Regions from separate parts of the Mus musculus genome. Here all the other regions are linked to region 3. A link is a contact called in public promoter capture Hi-C data. All regions are on one chromosome and are shown on one strand. Each heading gives the region's core, a stretch centred on a gene start, on an enhancer-like site or on the middle of the called end of the contact. The rest is flanking DNA. Distances are from core to core; before and after follow the strand shown.

What was found. Promoter capture Hi-C pulls out the DNA fragments that hold promoters and counts their contacts.
Region 1: a contact with region 3 is called in a promoter capture Hi-C map of pre-B cells, with 2.8 times the contacts expected there. The contact joins the promoter of Zfp27 here to the promoter of Pak4 in region 3. A contact is called at or near these places in 4 of 39 promoter capture datasets (the 3T3-L1 cell line, liver, neutrophils and 1 more), 1 of 115 datasets of contacts at active chromatin or transcription factors (astrocytes) and 1 of 9 other capture datasets (adipose tissue).
Region 2: a promoter capture Hi-C map of pre-B cells shows a contact between it and region 3, with 2.1 times the contacts expected there. The contact joins the promoter of Sertad3 here to the promoter of Pak4 in region 3. A contact is called at or near these places in 1 of 39 promoter capture datasets (pre-B cells) and 1 of 115 datasets of contacts at active chromatin or transcription factors (pancreatic cancer cells).
Region 4: a contact with region 3 is called in a promoter capture Hi-C map of liver, with 2.1 times the contacts expected there. The contact joins the promoter of Zfp790 here to the promoter of Pak4 in region 3. A contact is called at or near these places in 1 of 39 promoter capture datasets (liver) and 1 of 115 datasets of contacts at active chromatin or transcription factors (astrocytes).
Region 5: a promoter capture Hi-C map of liver shows a contact between it and region 3, with 1.8 times the contacts expected there. The contact joins the promoter of Akt2 here to the promoter of Pak4 in region 3. A contact is called at or near these places in 2 of 39 promoter capture datasets (liver and pre-B cells).
Region 6: a promoter capture Hi-C map of liver shows a contact between it and region 3, with 2.1 times the contacts expected there. The contact joins the promoter of Zfp30 here to the promoter of Pak4 in region 3. A contact is called at or near these places in 1 of 39 promoter capture datasets (liver) and 1 of 115 datasets of contacts at active chromatin or transcription factors (pancreatic cancer cells).

Annotation. Positions count from the first base shown.
Region 1 is chr7:29,904,519-29,909,176 of GRCm38.p6, reverse strand. It overlaps Zfp27 (zinc finger protein 27), which reads left to right and starts at 3,073. Exons shown (of 5, transcript NM_001037707.1): 1 at 3,073-3,123. Mir7668 (microRNA 7668) reads right to left here and starts at 2,668; the gene lies at 2,610-2,668. Zfp383 (zinc finger protein 383) reads right to left here and starts at 660. Exons shown (of 5, transcript NM_001243908.1): 1 at 526-660. The coding sequence starts at 532.
Region 2 is chr7:27,471,070-27,475,959 of GRCm38.p6, reverse strand. Sertad3 (SERTA domain containing 3) reads right to left here and starts at 2,120. Exons shown (of 2, transcript NM_133210.2): 1 at 2,089-2,120.
Region 3 is chr7:28,595,753-28,600,402 of GRCm38.p6, reverse strand. Pak4 (p21 (RAC1) activated kinase 4) reads left to right here and starts at 2,219. Exons shown (of 10, transcript NM_027470.3): 1 at 2,219-2,368.
Region 4 is chr7:29,813,416-29,817,970 of GRCm38.p6, reverse strand. Zfp790 (zinc finger protein 790) reads right to left here and starts at 1,899. Exons shown (of 5, transcript NM_146185.2): 1 at 1,682-1,899.
Region 5 is chr7:27,589,793-27,594,095 of GRCm38.p6, reverse strand. Akt2 (thymoma viral proto-oncogene 2) reads right to left here and starts at 2,544. Exons shown (of 14, transcript NM_001110208.2): 1 at 2,217-2,544.
Region 6 is chr7:29,781,409-29,785,946 of GRCm38.p6, reverse strand. Zfp30 (zinc finger protein 30) reads right to left here and starts at 1,979. Exons shown (of 5, transcript NM_001360208.1): 1 at 1,046-1,979. Zfp84 (zinc finger protein 84) reads right to left here. Exons shown (of 5, transcript NM_023750.2): 5 at 4,528-4,538.

The sequences.
Region 1 (4,658 bases), core at 1,824-4,323, 1.3 Mb before region 3:
AGGGTGGTGTTGTGTGTGTGTGTGTGGGGGGGGGGGGGGGGTATAAAGGGTCGGTGAATAAAGGAACCCACAAAGTAACAAAGATCAGCTACATCCAACCATGCTCATGGTATCACATAAAGTTACATAATCACACTCAAACATCCTCACAGTCACAGGTACCCAATACACATAGTATACAAACATACAGACAGTCCCCCTCTGATTAACACTCTTGGAAGCATAATTACTGGCTATCTGATATATCCCTCATACACAGGTGCTATACCGTTACACACAATAGGTCCAAACACATTGGGACACAATCACACACACTGCCACAAAGTTATTAATCACATATAATAAAGAAAACGTGCATACGTACACACACAGCTCTGCGCATGTTCACAGGTCATTGACACACCCACCAAAGAATCCTAAAAATCACAGCCACGCACTCACTGCGTCCTAGAGTCACTTAAGGTCACACTTAAACAGAGCCAAAGCCTCACTGCTGCTCATCCTGCTAGACCAGCTCCCACTGACCTGACATCTCAGATACTGACTGGTATTTCCCTTCAGACCCCAGGGCCGCAGCTTTGGAGCCTTAACAAGGGCCTATAGGCCGCTCGCCGTACACTTTCCCGTCCCCGGACGACGAGGGTCCCGCAGGCAAAAGAAGGGGCTGCCTAGCACTCGCGAACGCTTCTGGGAAATGTAGTCCGCGATTGGAACTGGCGGGGAAGATGGCATCCATTCTCGGATTTCCCGCCAGAGCACGGCCTGAGGCAGGCCGAGGAGCTCGTTCCGCATTTTCAATTTTGTGCGTGAAATTCCTAGACAGATATACAAACTCGGACAGAAACTCTTACAATGCATTGAGCCCCTTCCATGATAGGGGGCCAATCTCAGAGAATCACTGTATGTTTTTGGAGTAGGTTTGCACCGGAAGTTGTGTAGAGTCGCGTGTATTTCTGGGAAATGTAGTCTAAAAAAGGAACTGCGTGGCACTGGTCTCCTGGAACAAAGTTGTTGAAATGATTTCTGAGATACCACACCCTGAGTCTGGACATTTCTGGGCCTTGTAACTCACTGTAGGAATTTTCAGGATGACGACAGATTCTCCGTTTTACCCTTTTCTGTTGGCGAGGCTCAGCATAGGATTTATATGATCCATTTAGGTGGCATATAAAAAAAAAGAATGAATATTAGTTATTAAAATCTATCAGATTTAGGAAGAATTGTAAACGAGTGGTTGTTCCCGAATAGGTATAGGGTTCTGTTATAACGTAGTGAAAAAAATTCTCTTCGAATTTTTATTTATTTTGAGTCTGGGTCTCACTCTAGGCGGACTTGCAAGTCACTATGCAGACTTGGTTTGCACTAAACTCACGTAGATCAGTCTGTCTCTGTCTCACAAATGCTTGGACCAAAGGCAAGCTTCATCATACACTGGGTACACCGTTTTACTTTGGTGTTTATGGGACTCATTTCTATATAAATATTTCCTTTCTTAGCTGCACAATATTCTATTTTATGAGTTATGTGTATGAGTTTGTATATCTAGTCACACGTTTGTGGTTGTTACAGTAATCTCTAAATTAGTTGATTTTAATAAAGGAAATAGAAGCGTTTGTTTACAATTCTTCTCGCTCTCTCTCTGTCTTTTGAGACAGAGTGTAGCCCTTGGCTGTCCTGGAACTCACTCTGTGGACCAGGCTGGCCTCGAACTCAGAAATCTCTGCCTGCCTCTACCTCCCTAGTGCTGGGATTAAAGGAGTGTGCCACCATCGCTGGCTTGTTTTTCCTGTATTTGCCTGTAAAGGTCAGAAAGGGATGTTACATCACCTAGGGTTACAGACAGATTTGTGAGCTGGGAACAGAACTCCGGTCCTAGGCAGAGCAGTATAAGCAAGCATTGTTTGTTTGTTTGGTTTGGTTTTTTGAGACAGGGTTTCTCTTTATAGCCCTGGGTGTCCTAGAACTCACTTTGTAGACCAGGCTGGCCTCGAACTCAGAAATCCACCTGTCTCTGCCTCCCGAGTGTTGGGATTAAAGGCGTGCACCAGCACGCCCGGCCCTATTTCAGCTTGTAATGTCAGTCTTTTGAGCTTAATTAGATATTTAGAGGGTGAGCCATGGTATTAAATTAAGGCTTCATTTACACACTAAGGAGATTGCTATCCATTAATTATATTTTAATTTTACGTGCTTTTAATCACATGTTGGTGCCATCACGCCTAGCATTAAACTATTCTTTTTCTTACAGCTGCCTACTAGTTTACTTGAGGTGGTTAGAGTGGAGAATAACGGAAACGGATGGGCTTCACCCATGCATTCTTCTCTGTCCTTCCGACACCCTGACGTGAAGGGAGCTTCACGGCGGTATCTTCCAAGGGATTTATCCCAGATTCTACTTTATCTCCCAATGTGGTTTGTCTTGTTAAAGATTTTGACACTCTTCCAGTTGCTTCTGATACTGGTCTGATGCTCTTGGAGTTGCTGGTTTTTTTCTACCTTTTTCATGAATGGTTTTTTTTTTTTTTTTTACAAAGTGGATTGTACCACTTTGATTTGTCCCCTCATTTCCACATGGTTTCTCCCACAAGCCCTCTCAATTTTTTTTTTTTCTCCTCTGAATCCCCTGCACCGCATGGTTTCTTCCACAGAGAGCAGGTTATTCAGAGTGGCAACTAGGTTTCTCAGTGTTACAGAACTCATGACCCCGTGTCCAGAAGAACCTCCTCTTATCGGATGATGCTCGGACGTGGGCCACAGTGCTTGGGTCTACGTTCTTTATCTCATTCCGTGTAATCTGGCTGGATAGCTATTCCTCTGCTGTACGGAATGCGTAAATTTGAAAGATGGCGGCCTACGCGGCATCTCTGGGCACGACTATGTTAATCGATCCTCCTAAGGAATTGTGTACAAAGGATCTTGAAGCTATGTAAGCACGCTGTGGGTTATTGGAGTCCTCTGGCATCGGAGGTAATGCTGAGCATGCGCAGTACTAATAGCCCAGGGCCTTTTTTTTTTTAAGACCGGAAGTGACCTTGGTGCTTGAAGGTGGTTCCCTCCCCCTCCCCCTCCCCCGTGCTGCTTCCATTGAGTCTTAAGGGCAAGAAGTCATCCGAGATGATTCCGGTTGGTTTCAACTAGAATTCTGTGGAGTCAGTAGTGTGTGCCTATGTTGGGAGTTAGTGACCGGGTGCTGTCTGCTGTGTTGATGGTTGTCAGTGGCAAGGATTTCTCCGATCAATAACGGAACTCTGAGTTTTGGAGGAGGGAGGTCGGCCGGGTGATGTGTGATTGTGATGACAAGTGAGTGATGTTAGGGAATGTGATGAGTGGCTGAGGGTCTCGTGGGGTTTTTGATAAGTTTGCTTTCTAACCCCAAAGTTTAGCTTATTAATTTTTAGCCTTGGTTAATGTAATACTTTACATTCTTATGTATTTATATGTAGATTTTTTATTGTCTTTTAAATATAAATGGCTTTCTTTTTTAATTCGTTTTCTGTGATCCAGGAGTCATTTGGAAATGCATTTTCTGTTTCAGATAATATCTCTGGGTAGTGGTCTAGCTGAAAAATGTTTTATGGTCGATACCATAATCACTTTTCATAAATGCCACATTGCATAAAAATAATCGTTCCTCAATTGTGTTGTGTGTGTATGCTTATGTATATACATATATCGCAATATGTTGTGATATATATTAATATATTTAATCCCAGCACTTGGGAGGCAGAGGCAGGCAGATTTCTGAGTTCGAGGCCAACCTGGTCTACAGAGTGAGTTCCAGGCAGCCAGGGCTACATAGAGAAACCCTGCCTCGAAAAGCAAAAAAAAAAACAAACAAACAAACAAACAAAAAAACCACACACACACACACACACACACATATATGTATGTATGGATATATATATATATATATATATATATATATATATACACACACACATATACATACACAAATACACATATATATTGTGTGACCATCATATGACCTTACAGTTTTGCCTTTGTTTTGTTTTGTTTTTTGGAGCCCTGGCTGTCCTGGAACTCACTCTGTAGACCAGGTTGGTCTCAAACTCACAGAGATCCACCCTCCTATACCTCCAGATTTCTGGGATTAAAGGCCTGTATCACCACACCAGCAGACATTACAGATTTGGTTTTTAAATTTATTTATTTTATGTATATGAGTACACTGTAGCTGTCTTCAGACACACCAGAAGAGGGTATCAGATCCCATTACAGATGGCTGTGAGCCACCATGTGGTTGCTGGGAATTGAACTCAGAACCTCTGGAAGAACAGTCAGTGCTCTTAACTGCTGAGCCATATCTCCAGCCCCCTTAGAGATTTTTTTTTTTTTTTTTTTTGTCTGCTTAGTTGTGGAGGGATATTGCTCACAATGGAAATGTAATTTGTCCATCTCTCTTTGGTCCATTTCTGGTTTATATGTTTGAAGTTATATTGTTATCAACACTTATGTGTATTTTTACAAAATATATTTATTTTTTGAAGAGTCTATATGTATACAATGTATTTTGGTCTCACCAACCCTTACTACATCCCTCCAGTTATTTTTAATAATAGGTATGACTAAGTAGTTCAAGGAATATTGTAGCAATTAGAGTGTCCACCATAAGTTTGTAAAAGAGTTTAGTTTCACAA
Region 2 (4,890 bases), core at 871-3,370, 1.1 Mb after region 3:
AATGTGATTGAGAGAACAAGATGCAGATAGGATTGCTGGGACTGGTAAGTGAGTGTGAGGAGGGGTGCACAGGACACAGAGTGGGAGCAGGTAGTAGTGAGGGTGGAGAGACTCCTGTAGCTGTCACCTCCTCTGTATTAAGGAGGCAGTGAGTTCAGATGTTCAAGGTCACCCTCAGCTAGGCAGTGTCTCAAAAATAAAAGGAGCTGGAAAAATTGCTGAGTGGTTACGAGCACTGTCTGTTCTTCTAGAGGATCCAAGTTCGATCCCCAGAACCTGCATGGATGGCTCAGGACTGCCTAAAACTCCACTTTTAGAGGATCCATGGCTTCTTCTGGCCTCCTTTGCCACCAGGCACACAAGTAGTGCCCAGACAAGCATGCAGGCAAAACATCCATACACATAAAATTTAAAATAGGAAAATGAACAGAAAAAAAAATTGCAGATGGTGTCCTATGCCATTAATTTCAGCACCCATCCAGGAGGCAGAAGCAGGTAGAGTTTAATATGGTCAGACAAACCTGTCTCAGAAAAACAAAAAAGCCCTAAAACAAATCACCAAAACATCCGGGCATGGCTTGAGTATCACTTGTCTGTGGTAGGCACAACGTTGAATTTACATTATGGTAATCAATTTTAACATTTGGAAAGTGAAAATCCTAACTCTGGTCTCAATAGATCTTGTTATTGTTTTCCCACAATACTTTTTTCCTAACAGGTCACAGGACAAACAGGTATGGAGCACAGAGTAATGGACCAAACCCAAACTTGAGACAGGGTTTCTCTGTATTGCTCTGGAACTCCCTATGTGGATCAGGCTGTGTCTCGAACTCATATCGTACCGCCTCTTCCTCCCTGAAGGCTGGGATTAAATGTGTGTGAGACGAGGCTTAGCTGGGACGTGTGTGTTTAAATTCTTTTTTTTTTCTCCTTTTTTAACAAGAATATTTCTGTCCGTACCTGCTTCCTACAATTGAGTCTATGACCTCTCAAAAGAGAGGGAGTATTTCCCAAACTCCGACCCAAAGGAAAGCCAGCTAGAGCGAAACTAACCACAAACTGCACCCTCTAGCGACCAGTCCAACCCAATCATCTCTTTTTATAGGCACCACCCTTCCCTGGGTCGCTAGACCAGACCCAAGAACACCTCAATGTATCCTCAGGGCCTTCTGGGAACTGTGGACCCAAAGGCTCCAGGCAGAGCTTCGGCTGTCGCGTTGGAACTACAATCCCCAGAAGGCCCAGCACACCCAAGAGACTGGACACGCCCGCCCTCTCTGAGAGCATGCGTACGGGAGCTCCGGCTGGTGGGGGAAGGGAACCCGGACTTCAGCTGCCCAGCGGCCGCCGAGCCCCGCCCTCTACTGCCTTCGGGGCGGTGAATCCGAGCTCCACGCCCCGAGCGCCCCTCCCCCACCAGGCTTCAGTCAGAAACCTGTTTTCTCTGGGTCCCTATCACCCCAGGAAGTTCTGGATTCTTCCCCAAACTGTCCTCGGTGTGCAGAGGTCCAAATCCCATCACATCGCCCAAAGACGACAAATAACTCTCGGGTACATAGTTCCGCCGGCGAAACTGGATATCCCAATTCTGAGACCTCGTCCCAAATCTCCCCTCATTCGGCTCCACTTTCAAATGACTCTGGCTTTCCAAATACCCAGTCCGGCTCCGAGACCCAGTCAGTGAACTCTTCCCCGGCATTCCCTTCTCACGACGGCGTCTCAGAATCCAATACTCGGTTCCTCTAGTTCCCGGGTTCCTCTAAATGCTTCATATCCTAGCCTTAAAACGCTCACTTTGTCCAGAACACCGTGGAACTCCAAACTCAGCCTATTCTTCGAGACTCAAACTGTCCTACACTCTCCTCCAAAGTTCTTTCTCCGTTTTCCTGGCTTCTCCAAACTCCAACTCCTGAGTAATCCTGCTCCCCCTTCGGTGCTGATGCTGGAATTCAGCCTTCCACCCTCCAATGTCCATCAATCACACCAATCTGCTCTCCACTCGGGATACCCCGCTTCCGCCTACCGTGGGGGCGCGCCCCCGTCCTCCTCTAACTCCAGGGAAATCTCACACAGGCGGCCACTCCTCACCTCGGCTGCCAGGGTCGCCACGACTACCTCCGACAAGCCTGCAGGGTTGGGTTCCACCAGTGCTGGGTAGAAGTCCGGCTCACTTTCCCCGGGCCTCTGGGTCTGGCTGGGGGCCACTCGGCTCCTCCCCGGAGGCCAGTCGCAAGCCAGGATTGGTTGGAATCCTGCCCGCCGCGGGGCGCCATTGGCTAAGAGGAGCCACGGATGCTAGGCCCCGTCCATCACTGGGCCGGGTCCGGTTTAGGTTGGCTACTGGTCAGGGGGCGGAGCGGAGTCTCCACGGTGGAGTCTGGTAACGCCGTCAGAACTGCTACTTTGGACCCAGCTGTGTTTCTCACTCCTCTGTTTCACTGCAGACCCCTTATACCAGACCCCACTGAAGAGTGACACCGGGTGACACCATTCTCCCCTCCCTGCGGTTTTGCAGGCTTGGGGCAGATGGTGGAGGCCACGCCCCCCGGAGTTCCGAAGGCTGGGTCAAACCGGAGGGCGGGGGGGGGGATGACGCACTAGACAGCAGCCAATAGCATGATGCGGCTTGCGTTGCCTGAACGACCGCAGCCCCGCCCCTTAGCTGGCGGAGCTCTGCTTCCCCACCCCCAACCCGTCTTGTAGGAGGAGTCTATGCTTAACCTAGAGGGGTCTGCTGCTTGTTTGGGGGAACCTCCTGGATCCCAGGCAACGCTTTCGTTTTCCGCATTTGTCTGCCTGTTGCTGTTTACTCTTAAAGACTGCTCACAACTCTGGGAACAAACTCAAACTTATTATTATTATTATTATTTTTAGTTTTGGGGATTTAACATTTGAGCATTTTGAACAAACACCGTAGAACTGAGCTAAGATTTAAAATTTTGTGTGTGTGTGTGTGTGTGTGTTTAATTTTGTGATATGGTTTCGTAGTGAAGGGTTAGCTTGCTCTTCACTATTTGGTCTCTGGTACCCTCCTTCCTGTTTTCTAGGACTCACTTTCGGATTCTTTTTGTTTTAGGCAGTCTCGTGAAGCAGGACTCCAGTGTAGACAAGGGCCTTGAAATTCTAATCATGCTTGGCTTCCATATTGCTAGTCCTGGAGCTGCAGGTGTGTCCCTAAAGAAAATTCCTTTTGCTTAGTTTTTGTGGTGTTGGGCACGGAACACCGAGGTGGTGCTAGCCAAAGTACTCTTATCACTGAGCTACATCCCCAGCCACTTTTTTGTTTGTTTTCTGAGACAGCGTTTTGCTGTGTAGCCTAAGCTATTCTGGAATCTTTCATCTTCCTGCTTCGTTTTTCTAGTGCTAGGATTTAGGCATTACCAGCTTGTCTAGCTTGCTTTCAGTTTTTCTAAGATGGCTTCCAATATCTCCTAAGAAATAAACACAGGGCTTTTCTCCCTTACCTTATTGCAAGGGTCCAATTCAAGGCACACTCTCAGCAGTGAGACAGCCAGACTCTCAAATGTTCTTCAGATGTTCTTGGTTTTGCTTTGTTTAGTTGTTTGTTTTTAATGCCTTTTTTTCTTTTCTTTTCTTTTCTTTTTTTTTTTTTTGAGACAGTTTCTTTGTGTAACTCTGGTTGTCCTGGAACTTACTCTCTAGACCAGGCTGGCCTTTGTCCCACAAATGTTGGGATTAAAGGCGCGGAGCCACCATTCTCTTGGTTTTGCTTTTTTTTTTTTTTTTTAATTTATTTTACACGTGTGAGTGTTTTGCCTGTATGTATGTATGTATGTATGTATGTATGTATGTGCACCATATACATACCTGGTGTCTACAAAAGTCAGAGGCATCAGATCTCCCGGGAGAGTTACTGACAGTTGTGAGCCACCACGTAGGTGCTGTGAATCAAACCTGGGTCCTCACTGAACCCTCTCTCCAACTCTTTGTTTTGCTTTCAAGTTGAGGTCTCATGTAGCCCAGGTTGGCCAGGAACTTATTTATTTAAAAAAATAGAACGTATTTATTTTGGGTTTATGTGTACCGTGACATGCATGTTGAGGTCAGGTGACAATTTGAGAGAGTCCTTCCAGCCCATGGGAGGCAGGGATGCAACATCAGGCCTGATGGCAAAGCACCTTTATTCACTTACTACCCCCACAGCCCTGGACCGCGATATGCATAGGTAGGCGATCTTAGACTCCGGAGCCTCCTGACCACAGTTGGTCCATGCCATCCCGGATTCAGACCCAGGAAAAACAGCTTAGGTTCGTATTTAACATACCAAGGTGGACCTGGCCTCCAGGTTCTCCCAGCATCCCTCAGTGCCTACCTGGCCTACCCTGCCCTTTACCCTGAACTTTCTGGACCAGGGGCTGGGTTTCCCCTCCCCCAGAGGCTCATCCTTATATAATCCAGACTTTTGTGCTCTGTGTTCTCTCTCTCTCTCTCTCTCTCTCTCTCTCTCTCTCTCTCTCTCTCCCTCCTTCCCTCCCTCCCTTCCTCTGTTCTCTATCTTTCCCTCCCTCTCCTCCTTCCCTCCCCACTTCTCATCAGTCTTCCTTTCCGTGGTGACTTCTCTGGCCTCCTTCTTTGGGACCATGCACCTGCCCAAGAGCAGCTTCCCACGAAACCTGCCTTTATATACTCTAATCTGGCTTGAATTGGCTCATTTCCCTGGGAGAGAATAATTTACCAGTTATTGTTCTTTAATGTTTTAGGTTTATTTAATTCTGTGTATATGAATGTGTCTGTACCACCCGCATGCAGTGCCTGCAGAGGGCACGGGTTAGATGCCCTCTCTGAATTACAGTCAATCCCCTGCAGAGGGCACGGGTTAGATGCCCTCTCTGAATTACAGTCAATCCCCTGCAGAGGGCACGGGTTAGA
Region 3 (4,650 bases), core at 970-3,469:
GTGTGGCTGAGCAAATTAGAGTCAATTAGTAGGATGGCTTCTTAGGCAGCCCCAAGATTAATCTTCTTGAAGAATATTTATTGACATCAAGAGTCACTGATGATGTATATAGTCTTAGTTTTAAAAGGTATTTTTCTGGGGCTGGAGAAATGGCTCCGTCCGTAAGAGCACTTGTTGCTTTTTCAGAGGCCCTCTTCTAGCCTCTGAGAACACACACACGCAGAGGGGTACACACACACACACACACACACACACACACACACAGAGGGATGGGGAATATTTCTTTAAACCTACTTATTTTTCTGGGGTGGGGAATAATTATTTATTTTATTTTTTATTCTTTGGTTTTTCGAGACAGGGTTTCTCTGTATAGCCCTGGCTGTCCTAGAACTCACTCTGTAGACCAGGCTGGCCTCGAACTCAGAAATCCGCCTGCCTCTGCCTCCTGAGTGCTGGGATTAAAGGCGTGCACCACCACTGCCCAGCGGGAATAATTTTTAAATTTATTTACTCTTCTTTCATACATTACTTCTCAACTGCAGTGTCCCATCCCTCCACTCCTTCCAGTTCTCCCCATAAATCGTTTTTTTAAGATATATATTTCAGACCATTCTTCCAGGCATGGTAAGGAGACACGTGCCTGTAATCCCAGTGCTAAAAGACTCTCTTAGTGCATCGGAGGCCTTGAGTTCAAGTGGACATAAGCTGAAGGGAGAGATAGGGATGATGGGGAGAAAAGAAGGCAAGCAGAGACCTGAACCGCAGCCCTTCATTCATTCTTGGTTTGCACATGTTAACAGAATGCCTGCGGTGTGCCTGGCAGTGTGCAGGTGAAGCACACAGGCAAGCATCATTTAAGTGAATCTTTGGAGGGTGGAATTACCTTTTAGTCAGCCACCCCTTTTATAAATATGTACTGAGCATTTACATACCAATAATATCAAGGCTCTGGCTACGAGCAAAAAGCATAGTTCAAGGTCAGCCTGGGCTACGTCCTGAGACCCTGTCTCACGAAACCAAAACCAGCCAGCCAAACACAAAACCACAGGCGGCAAAGGAAAGGAAGCTTTGCCAGAAGCTGGCAAAGGATTTAATAGCACAAGGTAGGACATTTTGCCCCTTAGAGAACATAATGTTTGAGGAAAAACCCAAAGGAACCCTGGGAGTCAGGAGGATGCTTAAAGAAGAGAATCTTCCAGACAGAAGAAAAAGCCCGTGAAAAGAACCAGAGAAAGCCTGTTTGGGAAAACCTGTAGCCTCAGTCTCCCAAGGGGCTCAGCTGGGGAAAGCATTTGCCTAGAATTCTCTAGGGCCGGGGACTTCCCTAGTACTACTGCTTGCCTGTCCTGTATAAAAGCCCTAAGTTCAGTGTCTGATACCCAAATAAACAAATAAAACCCTCAAAATCCTTGATGAGAAAGCATTTTTAAATTTTTCAGTAAGACCTAATGAACCCATAGGTGGAAGGGTGTATTAGTTTATGGGCTTTGTTTCCGCTGTGTTTTCCATTTTGATTAATTTAAAAACACTTAATTACACTTATCCCTCTATTTTATGTCTATGGCTCTCTTGTGGAGGCTACAGATCAACTCCTGGGAATCAGTTCTACCGTGTGGGTCCAGGAGATCAAACTTCAGGCTCGGCAACAAGCGCCTTCTATCCACTGATGCATCTCACACACTCGTGATTGACTGACTTAAAAAAAAAAAAACTTATTTAAAAGATTAAGATCAAATAGTGTCAGATTTCCAGATTCGGACAGAGCTTCATTCAAAACTTGCTTTCAGTAGTCATAAACCAACTAGCATCCTATTAGCTTGTTTACCTGTAAAATGGGTGTTACAACAACAGGGTTGTGTTAACAGTTTACAGCAGAACTAGTCGCGTGCTAACAAAGGCATAATAAGTGCTTAAGAACTGTTTCTGGCCTTTATGTTCTCGTATTCCACTTTACTTTTTTGGGAGCCCGTGGGACTCTGCCACGCGAAAGTCGTTATTTCCCCTTTAAGAGGCGGAGTGGGCGGGGAGTCAACGATCCCGCACCTTTTCAAAACTTCCCAATCTCTGCTCTTCATTCTCCACCTAGCGGTCTCCGATTGGGCCACTCGCACCAATCAGTGGTTTTAGGGAACCCTGCCCGGCTCGCTGCCCCGCCTCCGAGTAGGCCCCGCCCATCACCCGGTCAGCTCCGTTGCCATGGGGACTAGTGGGCGGCGAGGAGTAGGGGAGGCCCCGGATGTTCATTGGGGATTCAACATGGCGGCGGCAGTAGCCGCGGCGGCGGCGGCGCGAGACCGCTGAGGGCGGTACGCGGGCACAGAGTTCTGGGCCAGGCAGCTAGGCCGCGAGCGACCGCGGCGCCAAGCCGGTAGGTTAGGGGGTTACCGTGCAAGGGGTTTGTGGCTGGGGGCGGGTGGGTCTGGGCACGCGCCGTGGGAGAGCGGTTATTCGGAAGGGGGCGGGGCCGGTCGGGTCAAAGTTCACTCTTGGAGGGGAGGGTCGCGTGGAAAAGGGTCGCGGGCCCAAAAATGAGGGAAAGGGGAGGGGACTGTCGCGACCAGTGGTTAGACCGGTGGAGGGGGCGTGGCCGGGTTTGAAATTTGTGCAAAGTTTGGAATACTAAGTGGGGGCGCATAGGAGGGGCTCGGAACGGGTCTCATAAAAGGGGGCGCTCAGAGTAACTTAAGAAGAGGGTGTGTCTGTCAGGGCTGGAGGTCACAACCTAGAGAAGTGGGCGGCTGCCCGGTCAAAGATTTAAAAGCCTCAACCGGAGGAGGAGGAGGAGGTGCTTGAGTTTTAGGTTTTGGGGGGGTGTCTGAGACAGCCCTTAGGTAGAAGGTACGAAGATAAAAATCTGACGGGTGAAGATGTTCTGGGAGGGCCAGAAACTAAAAACTCAAGTGGGGCACGTGCGGTGAGGAGGGGGACCAGGGACATCTAACAGAGCCTTCGAAAGTGTGTCCTGGTGTGTGTGGTGGGAGGAGAAGGGGAGCCCCTTCCCACTGATAATGAAGGCCACACACTGATAAAACACTGATGATAGGCTGGGCTTCCCTCTCCGCGTTAAAGCTCTGTGTATGTACTCATTTAGCGCGCAGTACAGCATCACTGGAGCCAAAGCTGTTATTAAGAAGCTAAGTGATTTGCCCCAGGTCAGCTAATGAAGTAAGGTGAGCAGCTGGGATTCCAGCTCCGGAGCTCTGTCCCAGAGTGCTTCTGTCTCCTGCTGCCTTTCACAAAATCTTGGTGCTGGTAAATGTTTAACGAGAGAGCGCGAGCGAGAGAGCGCGAGCGAGAGAGCGCGAGCGAGCGAGCGCACCGTGTATGCCTGGTCTTGTTTCATCCCTTATCTTGTGAGATGGGTGAGTTGGGTGTTAGAGAACACCCCTGTTTTCCAGGTAGAAAAAGTAATGCCAAGAAAGCTTTGTTAAGAGAAAGGAGCTTTGGTCTGCTACCTGCCACAGGGTCCACTTCCCAGGAGGTCTGTTCCTGGAAGCCACTCCCTGGGTGGGAACAGAGTGTCTGTTTAGCCTCCTTGGAAGGGTGTGACCTGGGAGGGGAGGTTCCACTGGGCCTATGGGAGTGGCATGCTGGTGGGTGGCCCAGAGTCCAGTGAGCCTCTGATTGGGTGGGTGTGACCTTAGGCGCTCTCTATTCCTGACACCACAAGCTCTCCCTGTGGCCTTCAGTGGTTCCCAAACGCTTTACAGTTTGAGCCTTGGTCCTCCTTCCAGGGTTTTGACCTCCTGTCAGCCATCTTTCCACTTCTCTCACTCATGCTTAGCCAACCGTGGGCAGCTCTTGGCTTTGCTTTCTTTGGCCTCCATGGGAGAGCCCATTCTGCCTTCTCCCGGTTCTTGGGGCCATATGCACTCCTGCTGGATTCTGGGCGCTTCTGGAGCATCAGCTGGCCGCAGAGTGTCTGTGTGTGTGTGTGTGTGGGGGGGTGTCCTCAGATACTGTAGCAAGGGGACAAGAGGCACTCAGCCCTACCCTCAATGCCTGCTTGGTCACTCCCATAGGAGCGTACTAAGACCAGCCCTCAGCCAAGGACACTGAGCCTAAATGGAGCAGGGACAGGGAGAGTGCCTGTATATGCTGGGTCTGTCCTGAGGTTCCTGTCCTTGGAAAGTCCCTCAAGGAAGCTCTGAAAGATGAGTAGGAGGGACAGGAAGGGACACAAGGTCAGAAAGGGCAAAGGTCCTGGCCTGCTAGTGGCTCAACCTGGGAAGGACCACGTATAGTAAGTGCCTCCGTCTCCTCCTGTGTAAAGTGGACCTAAGAACAGTGCTGGCTGTGGAGGGTAAGATAGGCACCGGGCAGCCTGGCATGCTGTGGAAGTACTAGTCTCATCGCTGCCTCCCAACTTTCTCCACAGCCAACCCACCCCCACCCCCACCCCCTGTCTGCACCCGACTGTGTCAGAGAGCTGGCATACTACCAGCACCAGATCTGTGAGGTCACCCAAATTCCCAGCCTTGTGGTGCCAGCTTGGCACAGATAAGGAGAGATGGGGGTTGTGCCGTTGGAGACCCAGTTTCAGGCCCCTGCCTTGTCTTTGGGTCCTGAGCAAGTGTTTTTATATTGACTAATTTTGTTCTTTATGTGCTATGGTGGGCTATCGAGAAAAGCAAGCTTTCAGTGTTAGGG
Region 4 (4,555 bases), core at 650-3,149, 1.2 Mb before region 3:
GTCCAGCAGTCTCTTGCTCAACTAGGCTGCATCCAGTTCAGTGAAGTTATCATCTCCCTACCTGAGAGTGGATGATGCAAGACTTGAATTTTAAATCAAATACCAACTCACTGGAAGGGTGTGATGGGGCTCCCCCACAGCCCTAGCTAGCACTTGGAGAGTGGAGCTGGGAGGGTCCGGGTTCAGCCCTAGACTCTGAACTGACATGTATCCTGTTTGAGACCAGCGTAAGCTACAGCCTATCTCAAAAACAAAAACTACCACTTGACAACTGTGCTTGGTCTTTAATGATGCTACCATATGTGTGTGTGTGTGTGTGTGTATATACACACATATAGATACATATATATGTATACATATATGTGTACATATATACATGCATGCCAGGCATGGTGGCCCACAACTGAAATATCAGCATTGGCAGATGAATCTTTGAGTTCACTATGAGTATGTATTTAAATAGTAAGTCCTAGGCTAGTCAGGGCTACATAGAGAGGCCCTGTCTCAAAAACAGAAAGGGAATGGGGCAGGCTTATGGTACTGAGGTTTCTATTTAATTCAGATAAAGAAATGAGATGACATTTACCTTCTAAATCTGGCTGATCTGGACACACACCGTTGCGGCTGTGTCCACTGACTCTGGATGCTATGGACACACACCGCTGTGGCCGTGTCCACTGACTCTGGCTGATATAGACACACACCGCTGCGGCTGTGTCCACTGACTCTGGCTGATCTGGACACAAACCGCTGTGGCTGTGTCCACTGACTCTGGCTGATATGGACACACACCGCTGCGGCTGTGTCCACTGACTCTGGCTGATATGGACACACACCGCTGCGGCTGTGTCCACTGACTCTGGCTGATATGAACACACACCGCTGTGGCTGTGTCCACTGACTCTGGCTGATATGGACACACACCTCTATGGCTGTGTCCCACTGGCTCTTAAGTACTGTGTGCAGCTTGTTTTAATCATGGTGATGCTGCTCTCTGTAATAAACTTCCGTTTATCACCTTCTGGAGCAGGGCATGGTAGTTCACACCTGTTATCCCAGACCTTGAAAGTCAGGAGGACGGCCTCTGAAGGGTGACCAGGGCTAAACAGCAAGATCCTGTCTAAACAACAAACCAACAGAAACCACTTGACAAGAGGATCTGGAGTTCAGGTCAACCTTGGTTATAAAGAGAATTGCAAGCCAGCCTCAAAATCAAACCTTACCTGTGTCTCCTCAGGAACTCTCTAGAGAAGGGACGATGTCTGCTTGGGGTACCCTGAGCGTTAATAACGCCCCCCCCCAAAAAAAAACCACCCCGACTGACAAAACACTGTGTTAAAAATAAAAAGTCGGCTATATTGCCTGTAGATTGCCTACGCCGCACAATTAACTTACAGAAAAATAACAATGCTAATTAGTTATTATCAGCTATACATTTTCCCTCCCACAGACACTCCAGAAGACCGCACTTACTAATCGTAATTTGAAAAGAAAATGAGATTTAGGAAGCTTCCGCTATCTCTATAATCTCAGCCACTCCTGTACAGGGATCCATCCAGTCGAGACCCAATCCCCAAGAACCATTCGATCCGCATACAATGTCTCCTCCCCACAACAGCTCGCTCCACTCACAAAGCGCCACAGCTCGAGCCCAACTCTTGCTCACGCTCATTTTCCTTACCTCGCAGTTTCTCTGCCGTCCAACTCCTCCCAGATCCAGCCGCGCATGCAATCTAACCTCCCTATGCTTTCTCTCACACACGCTCAGGGCTGTCATTGCGTACTCTTGCACCTACAGGACGAGGCTTCCTCTTGGTCAGACTGCCAATGCTGGGTTGGTCTTAGCGCTGGGGTCCTACATTCCGGTCTGTGGCCCCAACTTCCAGCAGGAAGTCGAATTCGGAACAGCCTCCTTAGACAGATTTCCGCCTGGGGATTGGATGACTCAGCCTACTCGAGCCATGCGCCTCCGGTCACCAGCACGGCCTTGAACTACATTTCCCAGAATACCTCGGTTCCCTGGAAACTCGCAGTGCTGAGATAGTGCTGGGTCGAGGAGCCTGATCTAGGTCTATGAAGTCTTTCACCGCTGGGATTTCCTCACGATTCCGACGAATAGCCGAACACTTTGTATCTGTTGTTCAGGCCACAGCTTTCAGCCCCTGACATTTCCAGGCGTTGTATTTCCCTCTCCTGGGAGCCTTTTTTAAGGAGTGGGCAGGGTACTCCTGACAGGTTTGGGGAGAACTTTAGGGATAATGAGACGCCTTTGGTGCCAAGGGTTTGGATGCACCATCCTGTGCAGTGCAATGAAGCTGACTCCGGGAGATCCGGAGCTGTGTAGAATTGTTATCATGTGTCTGGGTGGTAGTCTAGGGGATATGGAGGCAGAGAGGATTCCTTGATTGGTGAGTATGATCGCATCCATTGTGTGTGTGGCTGGAGTCTGTGTGACCGTTTTGTGCCATGCTTTTTTTTTTTTTTTACCAGTGTGAGGTCCCTCGAGTGTGAGGTCCCTGGGCTTTTGTGTTTGTGAGCATTTGCCTAACTTTGGGAGCGTGTGAGGTGACCGACTGAGGTGTGACTGCTTCCCAGTGGACCTTTTCTAATTTCGGTAGAGGTAAGGTGAGGGTGGGGGCAACAGTGACTGTGATTGGCTCTCCCTGTTAAGGCTTCCGTGTGGGGTGGATTGTATTTTCGTTTGAGGCACCCATAGCTTTTGTGTCCCCGTGGTGTGGGATTAATTGGAGAGTCACTATAGGTGAGGCAACTTTGTACCTTTGTGACTCCAGCCAAGGGGACTTGTGTCACATCCTGGGGGTAGACTCTGTCCTTATCTACAGTCACCCTACTTTTGTCTGGTGTTTCCATTGCATAGGAAGCCCCTAGGCTTCTCTGATTTCTTGATAGGTGCTATGGCTGTTGGGCCAAAATGATCTCTGAAATGGTTGAATATGCATCTACAAGAGCCTAGTGTGTGTCACACTTTTTTTTTTTTTTAATTCCCGAGTTCTGTCCTGTAGCTTATGATTTCCTGACATCCCTTTACTTTTGTCAAGATGTGGCTTGTTTTCCTCCTGTTGAAAATTCTGGCCCATCCTGTGACTGCATTCCTGTAGTGTACCCTGAAGTGGAAGTTTAAGGAAATGTCAGGTGATGCAGACCCATGTGATATTTGGAGAGAGTATAAATAGGAGTCAACCCACAGTGACTAGTGTATAGCTAGCTTTGCATTGCTTTGCTGGTTTCAAGTCTTTGCTGATCTTTGCTTCATTGTACCGTATTAACTGCTCTTAAGTCCTTTATCATCCTCCATTTACCTGATTTCTTTTCTTTCACAACACAAAGGACAATTCCATGGGCTGGTAGACTCTTCTACATGTTGAGCCTCCAGCTGCTCTTATACCAGTTGTCCAAGCGCCTGCAATTTGTTGTTGTTGTTGTTATTGTTGTGGGCCATCTGCCATACTAGTCTGTTTAATAACCATTTTAGAGGCAAGGTTGTTGGTGCATCAGCAGTGTCCACTTTTATAAGTTTGGAAATTCAGTTGCTATGATGTCCTGTTTTGGATCATGGGCACAGCTTTTGACTTTTTTGATCACCTGTATTAATACCTTCCCCAGGAACATCTCCCATATCACACCTGGCTTCCTCATATGCTGTCCCTAGAACTGCAGAAATATTTATTTTAGTACCCCACTGTTGTAAAAGATCCCTTCCCCATAAGTTTATGAGTAGATCAGCCACATAAGGTCTCAACTTACCTGTTTGCCCTTCTGGTCTCACACAGGTAATCCATTGGACACTTTGTCTTATTCGTGATAACTTACCGATTCCTATAAATTGTGTGTAAACCTTCTGAAGTGGCCAATCTGGATTCCAAAACTTTTGGGAAAGTATATGTCTTAGTTAACATTTTATTGCTATGAACAAACCCTATGACCAAGGCAACTCTTATAAGGACAACTTTTAATTGAGGCTGGCTTACAGGTTCAGAGGTTCAGTCCATTATGATCAAGGTGGGAACATGGCAGTATCCAGGCAGGCATGGTGCAGGAGGAACTGAGAGTTCTACATCTTCATCTGAAGGCTGCTAGCAGAATAGTGGCTTCCAGGCAGCTAGGATGAGGGTATTGAAGCCCACACCCACAGTGACACACCTATTCTAACAAGACCACACCTACTCCAACAGGGCCACACCTTCTAATAGTGTCACTCACTAGGCTAAGCATATACAAACTGTCACAGTATACTAACATCAGCTTCTGTATCCACCAAACCTTCTATGGCACCACCATTCATTTGTACCATTAATTTGGGTTGCTGATCATTGATCATTGTTTGCCAGAACACACATTTTCCAGTACTCCCCAAAACTCCTGTCCTTTCTACTGGAGCAAGCAGCCTTGCCCTTAATGTAAGAAAAACAGTTGAGCAATTCTATCCCCTGAGTCAATTTGCATCTCCTTTTTCTCATATGCCATGATTTTTATTTCTTCCTTGCTATTCCCATCTATTTATACCTGGATGCATAATAAATCCTTGAGAAGTTAA
Region 5 (4,303 bases), core at 1,295-3,794, 1.0 Mb after region 3:
ACAAGCCCAAAGCTGGGCACAGAGTAGTTAGTCGCAAACAGAAGCCACAATGGCTCAGTGCCTTGGTTGCCTTACCTGTGACCTGGGCATAACATTCCTACCTCACTGTTAGGTCTCTATAAAGTAGACAGAACGATAGGTACACAACTATAATATTTGAAACTTACATGAAGCCATCCATGTGCAAAAGGCCTATCATATCCCTAGCATGATAGGACTACTAAATAGCACATACTACCCACTATCACTTGAAATGGTGCAGCCCTGTGACTCGGTTTCCTCAACTAAAAAGGACAGCATGACAACAGAGTCTGCTACTCTAGACCGCAAGGCATCCTCCACAGTGTGTGGCACACTGAATGCTCTGAGTGAAGGTCAGCTATCAATTTCACGGTCATTACTTTTATAGCGCCTGTTAACTCTATCAGGCAAACCTTCTGAAAGCTCCTTGGAGAGGTCGAGAAGCCCATCCCTGGTGGAGAAAACCCTAGAGGACACCCACTGCCTGCACCTTCTCTCTGGGAACCACGCCGCACTGAGGCCGGCAAGCACGGACACCAACGCTGTAGATCAATGGCTACTGTCTGTTCCCTTGACCATATCACCAGACTTGTCAGCTAGGTCAATCAGGGCCTGCAGCCAATCCTCCAGGAAATTTAGACCTAGGACAAAGGTTACAGGGCAAGCCAAGATCACAAGCTAGCCTAAGGAGCAAGGACACTGGCCACACACTTCTGGGGTTCCCTGCTTAGGGACCACAGTAAGAAACTAGGTCTGTGAGGAACCTAAAGCAGTCCCAAACACTATTACGTAGCCTTTCTCCCTAGGTCAGACCAAGCTGGATAAAGTACACTCCCCTCCAAGTACCCTTGGCCTCTGCAGAGCGAACAGCTGGGAAAACAGCACTCAACCTCACCAAGAGGCCAACTGTTATCACTCAACTAGTAGGAGCGTAAACAGGACTCTAGATTGAGCTGGTAACAGGGAGGCACAAGCAGCCACGTGGCCAGGGCTGGAGAAACGTGGGCCCCTTCACATCCATATCCACGACACCAGGCAGTACCTGAACTCTCACCTGCATCTCTGAGGAGGGAATAGTAAACAGGCTAAAAATCAGCCTGACCTGAACCTATGGTTTTCTAGCAGGGGGAGGCCTGTCACCAGGTGCCAAAAGTTCTCCAAATGAGAGAAACAGGGGCCCCAAATTCTGAGAATAAAGATGCCCCCCCCCCACTTCGCTCTAGAGAGCTGTCCCTTAAAACACACCTTCCGCCCAAAAGGTGACAGGCAGGTCCAGAGGCACTTCTCCTTATCCAAGCCCGATAGCCCCTCCCTTTCCTAGTAGGGAGCCAGACTAGAGATCAGAAAACTTCAGTGACTTCTAAAACACATCTCCACCCCCGGAAGCAAAGAACTTGCCAAAGGATGTCCCACACACCTTAAAGAGAAATAATCTGAGAGGGTTCTGGAGTGGTGAGTGGACAACCCCATGATAAAAAGCAGCCCAGTAACGATCCCGTTTTCCCCAAAGTCATAAAGAAGTTCAAGAAAGGGTGAGCTGAGTGTAAACGCCCACCCCTGCATATTACAGGAAGAGAAAAGCGCTCCTCGCCCACTCAGTATCACACCCCTAAAAGTACGCCCCTTAACACTCACTCGGGCCTCCCAGCACCCTGTGCCTCAAAGATGATAAACATCACAGCCCTCCACCCGACCCTGTTCTCCTCTAAGTACAAAGACTGCTCTCTCGTGTCTAGGTGGTACTACCCTGACTGCCCCAACACGGCCACCCTGGGCCCAGACCCCTCTCCAGAAGCTCCCATCCCTCTAAGTGCACTATAGGAACGGCTCCCAAAGCACCCAAGCGGCACTTGACACGGTGAGCGCCTCAAAAGCTGGACAGGCTGGCACCACAGAGAAGGAGCTGTCTCCCCCGATGTCCCCGAGGGCAGCCCCCAGCCCGCACACTCAGAGAGAGCTCCCCCCGCCGCCGCAGTGGTATGGACCACGGCACCCGCCCCGCGTCCCTCTGGGTTTGTCCCCCCCAGCCCCGCAGCAGGCGCCCCCACTCCGTTCCGGAAGAGGGGGGGAGCCTCCAGGTCCGTGGTCCCCGCCAGGCGGGCACGGGTGGTACGGCCCAGCGAGGCCCCACGGGGGGCCAGGACGCGACCATCGCGGAGGGGAGGGCGCTTGGGGACACGCGCTGGCGTACTCACCTGTCACCGGCGGCCGCCCAGCCTCTCCGGCCGGGCTCTACCCCCGCCCATCGCCACGCTGAGCTCGTTCCCGCTCCTTATTTATGAACTGGCGGCAGCAACGGCGGCAGTGCTGGCGGCGGCGACGCCTTCTCGGAGTCAGGCCCAACGGCTCGCGCAGCGCGGGCCCCCCCGCCCCCTCCCCCCAGCCCCCAGCCCCCACTCACAGCCCCCTCCCACCCGCTGGCCGGAAATACCGCCTTTTCCAGCCACAAACAGGAACTGACGTAGTAGACCAAGGGAATGGCCTCAGAAAACATCAGACCGCAAGCGCAGGAACTAGGAGGCAGGCAGGCTCAAGGCAGCGCGCCTGCGTACTTTAGGCACCCGTCACGTTAACTTTTTATTTATTTATTTTTTTTAAGAGCCCCGTTCTGAGCTGGGGGGGCGGAGGGGGGGGTAGCATTACACATGCGCAGTAGGACACCAACAAGTAGGCTTTCCCCGAAGGCCCAGTGATTACTTCCCGGCAATCAAAGGGCTTTATTTACATATGCTTTGATCTTGTTTTATTCTTCTCTTTCCTGCCTTCCTAGTTCCTAGACCAGCGGTTCTTCACTTGGGAACCTCTCACAGGGGTTGCCTAAGATCATCGGAAAATTCAGATATTTACATTATGATTCATAAGAATAGCAAAATTAGTTATGAAGTGACAACGAAAATAATTTTATGTTTGGGGGATCACCACATGAGGAACTGTATTAAAGAGTCACATTAGGTAGACTGAGAAACACTGTCCTAGACTTTCTTTTTTTCTTTCTTTTTTTTTTTTTTTTTTTTTTTAACTTAATGTATGAGTGCTCTGATCTGCAGGCCAGAAGAGGGCATCAGATCCCCTTATAGATGGTAGTGAGCCACCATGTGATTGCTGGGACTTGAACTCAGGACCTCTGGAAGAGCAGTTAGTGTTCTTAACCGCTGAGCCATCTTACCAGCCTGACTTTTTTTTTTTTTTTGGTTTTTCGAGACAGGGTTTCTGTGTATAGCCCTGGCTGTCCTGAAACTCGCCCTGTAGACCAAGCTGTCTTGAACTCAGAGATCTGCCTGCTTCTGCCTTCTGAGCAATAGGATTAAAGGCCTGGCCTGCCACTGCCAGGCTCCTAGATGCTTACTTATAGAGACCCAAAACAAGTTAGTTAAGATCAAGCACAAAGCAGGGTATGGCAACAGGTCTGTTACTGCATCATTCTGGATGTTGGGGCAGGCCAGCTAGACCTTGTCTCAAAAAAAAAAAAAGATGTTGCACTCAAGCTTTGAGCCACATAACCCCACATTAGAATATCCTCTTCTGTAACTATGGGCTGACTTCTGTATCCACATCTCAAGAATCCACATCTTCAAAACACAAATAACCTTGGATTATCTTACGAAAACAGTTCTTATTAAACTGTGACTTCAAAATATTAATGTCACTTGCACATGATATATATCTAAATAAATGTGGGACTTATAATTTCTCATATGGAGTAACTTGAGCCCATGTAAGACTTAAAACCACAGAAAATCGCTCACAGAAAAAAAGGTATATAGGTTGCACGGCTGTAACCCACCTCTGCAGACCCTGAAACAAGAGGACTAAGAATTCCATGCCAGATTGGGATTCATAGTAAGACCTTGAAATTTCAAGGTTTCCCTTAATTATTGGGGATGGAGTAGATGCAAGTGAGGAGCCAGAGAGGAGAGCATCAGACTGGAGCTACAGCTTCTGACCACTGTAGTCAGCGCCATGGGGAGCTCCCAGCCAGACTCAAGTCCTTGCAAAAGCTGGAGGCTTTTTTTTTTTTTTTTTTTTTTTTTTGGTTTTTCGAGACAGGGTTTCTCGAGACAGGGTTTCTCCATGTAGCCCTGGCTGTCCTGGAACTCACTCTGTAGACCAGGCTGGCCTCGAACTCAGAAATCCGCCTGCCTCTGCCTCTGCCTCCAGAGTGCTGGGATTAAAGGCGTGCGCCACCACGCCCGGCTTGCTGGAGGCTTTTTTATTAGTATTTTATTTCAACATTAATGGGTGGCTGGGGGGCTTAGCAGTTAAGAACAACCCCTGATCCCCA
Region 6 (4,538 bases), core at 730-3,229, 1.2 Mb before region 3:
GGGTGGGTGGTCAGGTGGCTCAGTGGTTAGGAGCACTGGCTGCCGTTCCAGGGAACCTGAGTTCAGCAGTCAACTCCCACGTGGTCCTTACATTTGTTACTCCAGGTCCAGGTGACCGGACGCAGTATCCTGGCGTCCTCGGACACATGTAAGAGGTGCACATACATAAAAATAAATGTTACGAGAAAGAATGTGCTCTCCTGGTCTTTGTTGGCTTGTTTTTGCAGTCCTCTGAAGCCTGCAGTCCAGCCGGAGCTTGCTAAGTGCTCTAGCCCTAGCCCTAGCCCTGCCATTTCTCACCGGCACCCCCAAGAGATGCATCGGCCGCCGCCGCCGCTGCTCCAGTGCCACACAAGAATGACCAGTGTAGCCTGGAGAGGCCCTGAGTTCAATTTCTAGCAGTCGCACCGTGACTCACAGCCATCTATGCTGGGATCTGATGTTGCAGATCGAACACTCATATACATAAAATAAATAAATCTTAAATAAAAACAAAACAAAAAACCCGAAAAGTGTAGGGGCTTGAGGAAATGCCTCAGTGGTCCCTCCAGCCACCACCTCAATCATTTAAATACATGCTCGTCCTTGACCAATCACACATCAGACTTTAGCAGACATATTTCCGTATTAGAGAATCCTAAGAAAAACAGGACATCTAAATGTATAGCACGTGGGTGCTACATAACCATAGAACCGCAGGCGCTGCGCACTCAAAGAGGAATCCTGATTAAGTCTCTGCCCACTGAAAATGCAGGGAAATTCTCAGACCCAAAGCAATGAATAGTTCGCTTTTTTTTTTTTTTAAAGACAGGGTCTCAATGTAACCCAGGCTGGCCTTGAACACTTGGTCCTAGTGGAGTGGCAGTGACACCACTCACAGTTGAATAAAACATTTTCACAAACGTCTTTCAAAGGGAAGGAAATTAAAAAAATCCATACTCAAAACAACAACAACAACAACAGCAAAAACAAACAAACAAAAAACCAAAAACGAAAAACAAAAACTCAAGCATTTCACAGGAACACAGAAGTTCTAGAAACTCACACATAATCTCTGTTTTAAACAGAAGTAGTAGCTGCTGGCTTCTAGGGTCTCTTCTGAAGACTGGCAGACACTCCAGGCCTTGTTTCTTTTCTTTTCTCTTCTTTCCTTCTTCTTCTCTTTTCTTTTTCTCTCTTGCAACCCAACGTTAGGCAGTAGAGAATGACCTTGAGCGCCTACTCCCCCTGCCTCCACCTCCCAAATCCCGAGAAGTCAGGTGTATGCCACCACGTCCTCTGGCCTCACCCCTACGCTTTTCTGAAATTGATCAGAATCCCCTTCCAAGCTTCAGGGCTCCAGGCTGACCCCATCCGTATGATCCCAGCAAGCGAGATAGACTACAGCAGCCCACAGTCACCCGTGCCCGAGTTTGCTGCTTCGGCCACTCTGCTTCACCAGTTACCAGTCCGGGGCTGCCCAGCCTTAGGTCCGAGGTGTCCCCCGGTTCTCTGCTCCCCAGGCCCGCCGGGAATCTAAGGTTCTGCACAGGGTATCTCCACCGTGCAAGTCGCGGCCCCCGCCTTCCCTCTCGGTCCTTGTCCACAGCCAGGCCGGGGTTTAGGTGCAGCGCGTCAGCACGGCAGCTGTACCCACGAACGGGCCACCTGAGTCCCAGGGGTCCTCAGAGCGGGTCCCCGGAGAAGAGCGTAGGCCGCACGAGACCGGGGACCACCCAGCTGACGGGTATCCCGGGAGGGTGGGTTGCCAGCGCGGTCAGCGCTGCAGCGGCGGCACCAAAGTGCTACGGACGGGACCGTGGTACTGAAGGCTCTGGGACATCAGATCTCAAGCCTGAGAGTCCGACTGCCACTAGCTTCTTTGACTAGGTTCTGGGCTTCCAGCCCCGCGGAGGCTGCGAGCCAGGCCCCTAGCTCTTGGTCAGGGGAAGGGGGTTGGAGGTGGGGCTGTGTGTGTCTCTTTCTCGCTGCTTCAATGCGCATGCGCACAAGGGAGCCGCAGGGAGGCGGGGAGCCTTCGGTAGCATCTTGTGCAGGCCTGGACAGAGGGAGTTTGGTTCCAGGATCCAGGATTGGGCAGAAATGGCCAAGTCTTTAGGCCTACAGCAGTAGCTCTGGCGTTGAACAAACTAACCCCCAGATGCTTTGAGGTCCAGCGTGGAGCGTTGGCTGAACCACTTATACTAGTTTGGGCATCTATTGTTTGTTTTTAAAGCTGTGGTCTCTCTAAATGACCCTGGTTTTCTCTGTGGACACCAGGCTGACTTTGAAATTGAAGTGATTCTCCAGTAAGCTTCCTGAATGTGGACATTAACGGCACACACCACCACACCCCCGCCCTCTACCTGAGTTTTTTCTTTTTCTTTTCTTTTTTTTTTTAACCAGTTTTTCTTTCTTCTTAAATCTCTATTTGAGACAAACTCTCTCTATGCAGCCCTTGCTAGCCTGGAATCTGTGTAGACCAGGCTAGCCTGGAACTCTGAGATCCACCTGCCTTTGTTTCCGTGGTGCTGGAATTAAAGGTGTGCACCACCACTTCGGACGTGGTTTTCTTTTAACAAAGCAGGCTTGAGTTTTTGTTGTGGCTGTTGTTTTGTGGGTTTTTTGTTTGTTTGTTTGTTTTGTTTTGTTGTTGGTTTTTTTTTTTTGTTTTTTCGAGACAGGGTTTCTCTGTATAGTCCTGGCTGTCCTGGAACTCTGTAGACCAGGCTGACCTCAAACTCAGAAATCCACCTGCCTCTGCCTCCCAAGTGCTGGGATTAAAGGCATGCGCTACCACCACCCGGCTTTTTATTTTATTTTATTATTTTAGGCTTGGGGTTTTAGGCTTTAGCATGAGGAGAGGGGCTCCGAATGACGGCACCTGAAATCGCAGTATGGGCTTCTCTGAAAGAATAATCGATTGGGTTTTCATGTTATTCTTATGTTCTTGTGGTGGTTTGAATAGGTATGGCCCCATAGATTCATGCATTTGTATGCTTGCCCATGCCAAGTAGTGATTTTATGTGTGGCCTTATTGGAGGAAGTGTATCATCACCGTAGAGGCGGGGCTTTGAGGTCACATATGCCCAAGGTACACCACATCTGCCTGCAAGCCTCCACCTTTCCCGCAGGACGATGGTGGACTGAACCTCTGCAAGCCAGCCCCTATTAAATGTTTTCCTTTATAAAAGTTGCCCTGGTCATGGTGTCCCTTCACGGCAATAAAACCCTAAGAGAGTTATGTTAGAAAGAGCTTTCCTTTAGCCCGTTTAATTTAGTCTCAACAGCACATATGCATAGATTCTTAATGAGTTATAGTTAATTTAATTCTTTTTGATGCCTATTTTTTTCCCAAGATTTGGTTTGTGGGGGCCCCTTTAGCCTGACATTGGTGGGCTGTTTATTTGAACGACAGCCCAGGCTGGCCTGGGACTTGTGATTCTGCTGAATCAGCTTCTCCATTCAGCTGGAATTACAGGTATTAGGCACCACCCTGGGTTATTGGGTAGCTTGTCTTCTGATAGGTTTCTAACACTGATGAGGATGATGATGATTAGTATTATTAAATATTATAGCATTTAATAATTGAGGGGTCTGGAAAGGTGGCTCAGTGCTTAAAGGACTGACTGCTCTTCCAGAGGACCCAGGTTCAGCTCTCAGCACTAACATGGTGCCTCACAATTGTCTGTAGCTCCAATACCAGGAGATGCAATGACTTCCTCTGGTTTCAATGGGCAACTGGCAATGCATGTAAGCAAAACATTGATTCACATAAAATACAAGACAAAAAAAACTACAGAGCAAGGCCCTGTTTCAAAACACAAGAAGGTGCTGAAGAGACAGCTCAGTGATTAAGAGCATGCTTTTGCAGAGGACCCAGTCCAGTTCCTGGTTCCTAACACCCCTGTGCCTGACAGCCATCCAAACTCCAGCTCCAGGCAGGCTGATGCCTCTGGTGCCACACATGTCTTTGATAGCACCTGCCCTCACAGGCACAGACCACACACATAATGAAACTGTAGAGTCTTACTGCATGGCCCTGGCTGGCCTGGAATTGTGTGGAGACCAAGCTGCCTTTAGACTCAAAGAGATGTACCAGCCTTTGCATCCTGTGTTCTGGGATTAAAGGTGTATACATCATGCCCAGCTAAAATTAAATCATAAACAGAGGAGTAGGGGGTGAGGAAGAGCAGGGAGCAGAGAGAGAGGAAAGGAGGCAATAGATCAGCCAGACAGAATCCAACTGGGCGTGGTGGGATACACCTGGAATTCCAGCACGTGGGAGGCTATCCGGAGGATCGGGAGGTGAAGGCCAGCCTAGGCTAAATAGCAAGACTTATCTCAAAATGAAAACGAATTTTAAAGGGGAGGGGATACATCCAAAAATATAGGAACCCAGCTTATGAGTTTGTGATTGAAATGATAGGATCAAGTGTTCAGACAACCAAGCTGTCAGCCGTGAAGGTAGCCGCCTAACTCGACATAGCCCAAACTGCTCCAAGTCCTGTATTGGCATTTTAAATCATAAACCATGAGAGGAAAGCATGGGATTTTGG